2 separate regions of the Delphinus delphis genome follow, and region 1 is linked to region 2. A link is a contact called in public Hi-C data. All regions are on one chromosome and are shown on one strand. Each heading gives the region's core, a stretch centred on a gene start, on an enhancer-like site or on the middle of the called end of the contact. The rest is flanking DNA. Distances are from core to core; before and after follow the strand shown. Region 1 holds the start of FBXO28 (F-box protein 28). Region 2 holds the start of NVL (nuclear VCP like).

The links. Hi-C and Micro-C count contacts between places; a contact is called where the count stands out from the background.
Region 1: a contact with region 2 is called in a Hi-C map of lung, with 8 times the contacts expected there. The contact joins the promoter of FBXO28 here to the promoter of NVL in region 2. A contact is called at or near these places in 2 of 3 Hi-C or Micro-C datasets (lung and muscle).

The regions. Positions count from the first base shown.
Region 1 is chr1:163,057,966-163,062,748 of mDelDel1.2, reverse strand. FBXO28 (F-box protein 28) reads left to right here and starts at 2,885. Exons shown (of 5, transcript XM_059997855.1): 1 at 2,885-3,164. The coding sequence starts at 2,898.
Region 2 is chr1:162,855,844-162,860,525 of mDelDel1.2, reverse strand. It overlaps NVL (nuclear VCP like), which reads right to left and starts at 2,106. Exons shown (of 23, transcript XM_059997850.1): 1 at 2,036-2,106. The coding sequence starts at 2,092.

The sequences.
Region 1 (4,783 bases), core at 1,636-4,135, 200 kb before region 2:
GTTTAAATCGTTTCCAAAGTTTTATTCTGTTGTTTAGATCAGGGGTCAGCCTGGCCTAGATGTTAACTAGTTGACCACATGTGGAGCGATAAGGGAGTAGGAAGACTTTTCACAGGTCCATTTCAAACAAAACAAAACTGCATATAACTAGTCGATTTATCCAATAGACGAAGGGAGTGATGATTCACTTCTTAAAGGATTTTCTTTTTTTTTAAATTAATTTATTTTTGGCTGTGTTGGGTCTTTGTTGCTGTGCGCGGGCTTTCTCTAGTTGCAGTGAGTGGGGGCTACTCTTCGTGTGGCACGTGGGCTCAGTAGTTGTGGCACGTGGGCTCAGTAGTTGTGGCTCGTGGGCTCAGTAGTTGTGGCTCGCGGGTTCTAGAGCGCAGGCTCAGTAGTTGTGGTACACGGGCTTAGTTGTTCCGCGGCATGTGCAATCTTCCCGGACCAGGGCTCAAATCCATGTCCCCTGCATTGGCAGGCGGATTCTTAACCACTGCACCACCAGGGAAGCCCCTAAGGGTTTTCTTTATAAAGATAAAGCACGATTCCATTTACAGAAATTCAATTTCAATCCAACCTACTAAGAAAGTACATAACTCTAATAAAGCAAGGTAGAAAATGAACTCATTTCAGATCAAATTGTAACAGGTTCTATGAAGATATAGCAATACCCTAGGTAGAAAAATGAAATTACAATCTATTAGTGGAGATAAAGTTAACAGATTATAAATATGCACATACTTAGGCATAATTGAATGCTAAGCAATCCTAGGGTAGAAGAACTAAAGAAGTAACGTCAAAGAATTTTATGATCTGCAACAATGATGGGTAAAATGACCAATAGTTTACATACCCATGAATGGGGAAAGGACGCCAATTCTAACAAGCTAACCACTACCACCACCTCCAGTTCATCTTCTTGCTTTAGTTGCCACTCCCTTTCCTCTAGCCCTTAGTCATGCCTAGCTTCTTCTGCAGTTTCTACCATGCAACAATGAGATTCCAAACCAAAGCAGGAAAAGAAAGGACACATTGCAAACTTAAAGATTAAAGACCCAGAACGAAAGACAGAAAGCTTCAAAATTTAGTGATTTATGCACCTTTAATGTTTGTCACAGGATAGTACAAGGATACGTAATGTACAACGTGAGAAATATAATTAACACTGCTAGAGGTGATATATGAAAGCTGTTAAGAGAGTAAATCCTAAGAGTTCTCACCACAAGAAAAAAAATTTTTCTACTTATTTAATTTTGTATCTGTATGAGATGATGGATGTCCACTAATCTTATTGTGATAATCATTTCATGATGTATGTAAGTCAAGTCATTATGCTGTACACATTAAACTTATACAGTGCTGTATGTCAACTATAGCTCCAGAAAACTGGTAGGAAAAAAAAAGATAGTACAAACTCTCATATGCTCTTCATCTGGATTCAGCAATTGTTAACATTTATCATATTTGCTTTATTAATCTCATTCTCTATCTATCTACATATTGAACCATTTAAGAGCAAATTGAGATATCATGCTCCTTTACCCCAAACACTTCAACGTGTATTTCCTAAGAAGAAGGACATTCTCTTATGTGACTGCAATAAAATTATCCAAATCAGGAAACTTAATATGATTACAATATTATTATCTAACGTATATTCTATATTCAAATTTTGCCAATTGTCACAGTAATGTTCTTATTGCGCTTATTCCTACTCCATGATCCAATCCAGGATCACCTATGTTTAGTTATCTTGTTGCTTTCGTCTCTTTTAATCTGGTAAAATTTCATAGTCTTTGTCTTTCATGACATTAACCTTTTTTAAGATGATGGGATAGTTACCTAGATTTGTCTACCTCAAATACAGGTTATGTATTTTTTGGTAGGAATACCACATTATGTTATGTCCTTTTTAAGATAACACATCAGGAGCTGTATAATATCCATTTCCCCCCATAACTCATGATGTCAATTTTGATTATTTGGTGTGGTGGTGTCCATCAAATTTCACTATTGTAAATCTTTTTATTTTGTAATTGATAGGTAATTTATGGGGATTATTTTGAGACTATGTAAATATTATATTCCACATCACACCTTTACTTTCTAGTTTTAGCATCTTTTGATGATTCTTGCCTAAATCAATTTTTTATTGAGATACAATTCACGTATTATAAAATTCACTATTTGAAAGTGTACAGTTCATTGGTTTTTAGTATATTCACGAAGTTGTGCACCAATCACCATTATCTAATTCCAGAACATTTCGTCACCCCAGAAAGAAACCTTTCACCCCTTAGCAGTCATTCCCCTTTCCTTTGCTCTTTCCAGTCCCTGGGAACCACTATCTACTTTCTGTCTTTGTCGATTTGGCTATTTCAGACATTTCATATCAACGGATTCATACAATACGTGGTCCTTTGTGTCTGGCTTCTTTAATTGAACATGTACTCAGAGTTCATTCATATGGTAGTTTTAATCAATCCCTCATTCCTTTTTACCTAAATCAATTATTACTATGGTTCTTGAAAAATGATGATACTCTACATCATTCCATCGACACTTACTAGTTAACATAATTTTTATCTCCGTTTATCAGGAAAGCACTTTAAGAAAATTGGAAGCACTTTAAGAAAATTGCACGATGAAGTTCATTTTAGACAGGGTTCCCTTGCCCTCAAGTCGTTTCCAATCTTAGAAGAAAGCGCTTACGAAGACTATCTTTCTTCTCTGCTTCCCACTTGAACAAGCAGCGATGTGCCTCTCTCGTCTGTCATCCACGGGCTCCTCCCCCTTCTCCAGGTGCCCCTCCCCGGCGGCTCAAGAGGCGGAAGTGACGCACAGGAAGTGTCCCTCTTCCCCTTGCTGTGGGAGGAAGGAATCAAACCCCCAAGATGGCGGCGGCGTCGGAGGAGCGGATGGCTGAGGAAGGAGGCGGTGGCCACGGCGACGGCGGCTCCCCTTCGGCCATCGGCTCTACCCAGCGACTTCCCCCACCTCCCCCGCCCCAGGCCCCGCAGCCGGGGTCCCAGGCTCCCCCGGTCCCGGCGCTGGCTCCGGACCAGCTGCCTCAAAACAACACGCTCGTGGCGCTGCCCATCGTAGCCATCGAAAACATCCTCAGCTTTATGTCCTACGACGAAATTAGCCAGCTCCGCCTGGTGAGGCCCCCACGGGACCCCCGCCGCCCTCTCCGCCGGGCCGAGGTTTGGGGAGGGCCCGAGAGGGAAAGAGCGTTCCCCGGGGAGGGAGCCCCTTGGGAGCCGCAGCCGGCGCCAGAGCACCGAGTGCGCCCCTCCCGCCCCAAAATCTCTGTCGGGACCGGTCCGCGGGTCTTGTCCGGATTTTGCCCTTGCTTTGGGGCTGGGGGCGACTGCGTGCGGGAACTTGGCCTTGGGGGGCTCCGTGCCCCCCACCCGGAAGCGGGGCCGCGGCCGGGGAGGCAGCGGGAGCTGGGCTTCCCACCTCCTCCCGACCTGAATGTGGACCCCGGAGGGGTCTCGCCACCTGCCTTTTGTATATCACCCTCCAGCCCCCGGCCGGAGTTAGGGGGCCAGCACTCCGAAGTAGGCGAGATGATCCCAGCCAGGTTTGGTTTGTCTGCGAGAATAACGTATTGTTACCCCGCCCCCCCCCCCCCCGCTAAGTTTTTTTGTTGCAGAAAATAAAGTCGGATCGGTCGGTCCTCCCAAAAGCTGGTAGAGGTTTGGAGGAATTGGAACGTAGCCTCAACCCCAGCGCCCTAGTTGACCAGTAAAGTAGAGCCCTGAGAAGTGACTATTCCGGCTTTGCCTCACCCCTGATACTTCCCACCCATAGTGAAGCAACTTGCCCCTTGAGAAGGTTTTTTTTCTTTCCTGCAGTTCGTTTTCTAACTAGTGATTTACGCCCACCCACCAGCTTTAGGAGAGGTTTTATACCTTAAAATCACAGTAGTTTAGTCCATGATTTATGAAAATAAATTGCCATTGGGATTTTCTTCATTCCAGAAGTTTCCCTGAAGGTTTGATGAATATCTTAGTTCAGTCAGGTATTTTGCTTCCTTTCAGTGAATTTAAGTGGTAAGGAAATTGAAGGAGGTGGACATTTTGAAATGATTGCAGACCGATTCTGTGTGGAAGCTAAATCTGTGGTCGGGTTGTTTTTAAGAGGACAAAGACATGTTGCTGAATGTGCTGTGTATAGCATTTTCTTAATAATCAATATGCCATATTTTAGGTGTACACCTCCAATCTAAAATTGATTATAATTGTATTTCTGAAAGTATACTTATTTTTTAAAGGAAGGTTGTAAATATTCATTCAAACTGGTGGACAGTTGTTGCGTTTTTTTCTTGTCAACACAGCACATTAGCCATGCCAGTCTGCAGGATGGAAAATTCTTCATTTGAAAAGTGATATTTCAAAATGATTGTCCCTTAATTTCCAGGACATGTCATCCAGAATTTCTTGTAGAATCTTAAATATTCCTTCAGATTTTTATAAAGGATGATGTTTGATCAGAATTCATGGTATACATTCCTGGTGTCTGGAAATTGGGCATAGCATTTGATTGAATTGAGCCTTTCAGCCAGACAATGCCTTTGTAAAGCTTGGGATGTTCACAGTTCTGTTTTATAAGTGTTGAGGAAAACTGGGGGGGTTTGTTCATTTGTTGGTCATTTTATTTTTTAAAAAATTAAAAACGTTTTTAAATGGGGGAAAACCAGCCTGTCCTAGGGGACAAAGTTAAAAACACACCCCACAATTTATTAGTAAATGACATCTCTTTCAAGTGAAGT
Region 2 (4,682 bases), core at 857-3,356:
ACATGTATATCTCATACCCACTGCAAACCAAAACGCAACAGAACTAAAACCACTTTAATCTGCTAAGTCTTAGAGTAATTTGTTATACAGCAATAGATAACTAATATGTTAGTTAAAAGGAGGCAAGTGTACTACTTGTGGGAAGATGTCTAAAACATACTGCTAAGTGAAACACGCAGGCAGCAAAATAGATGCAGATGAGCCCATGTGTGTGATTAAAAAAAATTAATACATCTATAAGTGCATATATGCATACAAAATTTTAAGAAAGATACAACAGAAACTCTCCCTGATTACCTGTGGAGAAATGGAGTGGAGATGAAAGGAATTCTTTCTTTTCATTTTATACCCTCCCTCTTATGGTTTTATTTTAAACCATAAGAACCTACTACTTTTATAATGAACCAAAGTAAAAGCAAGAGAGGAAAACTGCTAATGTCAAATGCTGAAGAGCAGTCAAGTGTGGCAAGGACTGAGAAGAGGCCACTGGATTTAGCCATTAGGAGTCACTGCTCAGAGACCTGAATAAAGTGAAGGAGCAAGTTGTGCAAACATCCAGCGGAAGAGTAACTGAGACGGAGTGAACTACAACAGCGAAAGTCCTGTGCTTGGCATGTTTGAGAAGGTCCGTGTATGTAAGACAAGGTAATCAAGGGAGAGATCAAAAGGGACAAAAAGGTAGATGGGGCCAAAGTACATAGGGCTATTTCAGATGGATTTTACTTCAAACGTCTGAAAGTCCACCACAGGGTTTTGAGCAGGGCCCTGGCAAACTCCAATTTTCCCTCTAAAAGGATCTTCCTGGCTGCTCTGTGGGGAACAGACTTTAAGTAAAACCAGAATCAGAAACATCAATTAGGAAGCTACTGCAATACTCTAATAGGGAGTGTGGTATGGACTAGCATGTTGGAGGAGATGGTAAAAAGTGGTTAGGTTTGAAGTATATTTTGAAGGTAAAGCCAAATAGGTTGCTGATTAATTGGTTACAGGAAGCAAAAGTCAGAATGAGTCTTAAGGTTTTTGGCCTTAACAAATGGATGTTATTTACTGAGATAAAGAACACTAAGAAAGGACAGGTTTGGAGGAGAATATCAAAAGTTTAGCTTGGATACGTTAAGTTGAAATATCTATCAGACACTCAAGAGGAGATGTTGAGTAGGCAGCTAGACGTATCAATCTGGAATTCAAGATAAAATCTGCATTGGATTATAATATAAATTTAGAAGTCATGAATGTGTAAATAGTATTTAAAGGTACTAGACTGCATGAGATCACCTAGAAGTGTGGATGGATAAGAGAGAAGTACGAGGATAACGAAAGAGACGGTAAGAGCACAGGTGCTCAAAGGCACTTCCAACAGACGGTAGGAAGAGACAGATCCAAAAAGGAGACTGTACAGTGGCCGGAAAAGTAAAAGAGACAGAAGGAGAGTATATAGCTCTTAAAGTATCTGTCTCTCTTTCTAACTAAGATTGCGTGCTGACTATACCATTCCAAGACATTTACCACACAATGCATTCCACTGGTGATTATGAAAATGAAAAAAAAACCGTAGGTAAAGTGCCCATTATAAAGTCAGATCCAGAGTACCTGTTTTTACTGTGTCCCAACCCGACCCCAAATTTCCTGAGAATGGAAATTAACATATTCTTCATGGCCCCCAAAGCGCTTCGCCCACACGGGCTTTCGAAGAATGTTTCCGTCCCTACTTCACAAGACAGGAAGATTTCAACTCAAAGGCCATCTGCACTCTCCTTGCTGATCTGCACTTAGGTCAAGCAGATCCGGGCTGGGCCCCATCAAGCCGCAGCCTCCCACGGTCTCGGGCTGCTCCGTGAAACCCCGACCCACAGTGAGAAGGGAAGGCCTCGAACCGCTCGCAAAGAAGCGGAGTTGTCAACAGCTCCACGCCCGCACCCAGACTAGAGCAGGCGGCTAATCGGGTTCGAGCTGGGAGCCCCCCGAGAAGGGGCCTGCGGTGACCCTGGGCACCGAACGCGGACCACTGTGAGGCCTGGCCGTTCGGGATACACACCTGGACGACGCGCTGCTTCAGCTTATTATCCACAAACCTCGCGGGCCTGGGCTTCATCGCTTCTGCTCCCGTCGCCGCAGCCTGGGCTTCACGTGAACCGAGGGCCTCCCCGAGGCTGCCCGCGGCGAACGCCGGGCCGGCTTCCCCGAGAAATGCTCCCCAAGCCGGCCTAGCCCGTGCCGTTCCCCTCAGGAGTTTTGTATGGCGAGTGAGGAAAAAAAACTACCGAAAACACACAGAGAAGACTTGAAAGCAGTCGGGAGTTTCTAGGAGTCTTATCTTACAGGCTTGTCCGAGAGGCCCTGGAAGAGAAGGACCCGTTTGAACACGCTCAACTTTATTGTTCCCAACTGTGAAGTGAAGCGCATAGGCGGCTGCGGGGAGGTTAGTGCGGGCGCCTGGTCCCACGCATCTGTTTGTAGCCGGTTTCGGTTGTCAGATTCTAGGCGTTCCAGGCGCACCGTTTGCGAATGTAAAGTTAATCTTGACTTAGAATCTTAACAAAACAAAAACTAGATACTTGGGACGATTAGATCAGGATAAAAACACACCGCCACCCTGCTGCTTGCTTTCCCACCCAGTGACGCGCATTACTGAGACCCGACAAAGGGACTTGGTGTCAAAAGAGAAGGAAAGATTAGCTTACCCAGATAACCAAACCATCTGTTACATTTGGAAATTACTTGCTATTATGGTATTTTCGACAGATAATTCATTGAGCACATCCAGTGGCAGACTCCATCTTGGCTTAGAAACTGCCCAGAATTTTATTAAACGTATGTGTTTGCTCGCAAGAAGTTCATCTTGCAGCGAAGGAGACACAAATAAAGGAACCATTATCAAAAAATTTACTGGCTTTAGTTTCTGTTTGTTTGCTTGTTTTAATCGTGTTTTCAGTATTCTTATTTGAGGTCTTACTTGGCTTATGACAATATTAAGTGTGGCCTAAGTAGTGATGGAATTAAGAGAAGATGGTGAGATGTTGACAGGGTGGATAAAGCATGTTGCCTGCCATTTTAGTAAACAAAGGATATTGTGGCCATAAAGCCATCAGCCACTCTTGCTGCCCCCAGTGGTGCACCCTGAGAGGAATTCAGGATGGAGAAAAACAGGATACTGACCCTAGATAGTTAAGGTGCATATCAAAGGTATAATTTCAATAAGGCCAGACTCTTGCATCTTCCCGTACATAAAAAAGCACTAAAATCATTGACTTGAGATGTCTGTTTTTTGTGATTAGCGGTAATCTTTTGATGTTCAACTAAAGGTTTTTGTTTTTGTTTTCAGCAAAACTTCCTATGCATCCTGGCTCCTCCCTTACCTCTTTGGATCACACAGCTATCGTAGAGGCTGGTTCCCAGGGGTATAGTCCTCAGTAAGTCTGCCAAATAAAACATAATCCTCAACTTTTAGGGTATGCATTTTTTCAGTCGACAGCAGATAATCTTCTAGCCAGGGTACCACTGACTTACTTTCTGTTCAGAGTTTAGAGTATAACACTCTTCTTTTTAATGGTTGTTATCTGTACACTGGATGAAGTATAGATTCTCACTCTGATATTCAAAACATTGGGCAACGTGGCTCCAACTTCATTTCCTACTTCTTCACTATATAGGTACTCTGCTTTTAGCTAAGCAGCATTGCCTGCATTTATTCAGCCAATGAATATTTATTGAAGACCTACTATGTCACAGGCACTGAGTACAGCTATGAAGAAACAGAAAAGATTCCTGCTTCTATGGGACTTATAGTTCTATTGGAAGGTAATAATGATAAACAGATAAATAAATTATACACAGCACTTTGCTTTCACTGACATTTCCTCTTATCCACAATGTCCTTCCTGGCCAGCCTATGAGTTTCAGCACCCTAGCTAACCATTCCCTTACAGCCTTTCCTGATATTTCCATTTATTAAAATCTCCACCCAGTGAAGCCTCCTTTCATTCATTCAACAAGTATTTACTGAATACCTACCAGTATAAGTCCCTGCCCTGCCCGTGAGTCTTGTGGGGAAAAGCAAAATAATTATAATTGTAACTTTTATAATATTTTAAATTAGATTAAGTATTTACGTGCTTGATTAAACTTTAGTGAAGATTCCTTACAGCAAATAGCACAAATATACTCATTGCCCAGTAACTTTTTAAATGTAATTTTATTCTGTGCATACCAAATGTACCACATAGAATAAAACAGGCTAAAGGGCCCAGCAGCATTACAACATATACCAAGCAGCATAGTGTATTAGTCTATAATTTGTTGGAGAGTACTATTCTACACTTAGGGTCAGCTTCATGGGTGTGTGATCCGTGCAGCCGCAAAGGGCTTTGTACTCAGAAGGGCTCCACGCTTGGTTTAATGCTCTGCAGTTGCTATCTTGAAATTCTTAATACTGTTTGAATAAGTGGCCCCTTATTTTAATTTTGCATTGTGCCCTGAAAATTATGTAACTCATTTGGACCTTAAGTACTCTAGAATGCAAACTTGTTAAGGGCAAGCAGTGTGTTTTTCACCTATTTACTGCATCAGGTGCAGTAGGCAATAACTGAAAGTAAGTTAATACTAGGCATCATAACTGTAGGCTAGAACATTTCCCATTGGAATTATTTCCAGTAATCATTGCCCTGAAGACAATTTTACCTTAA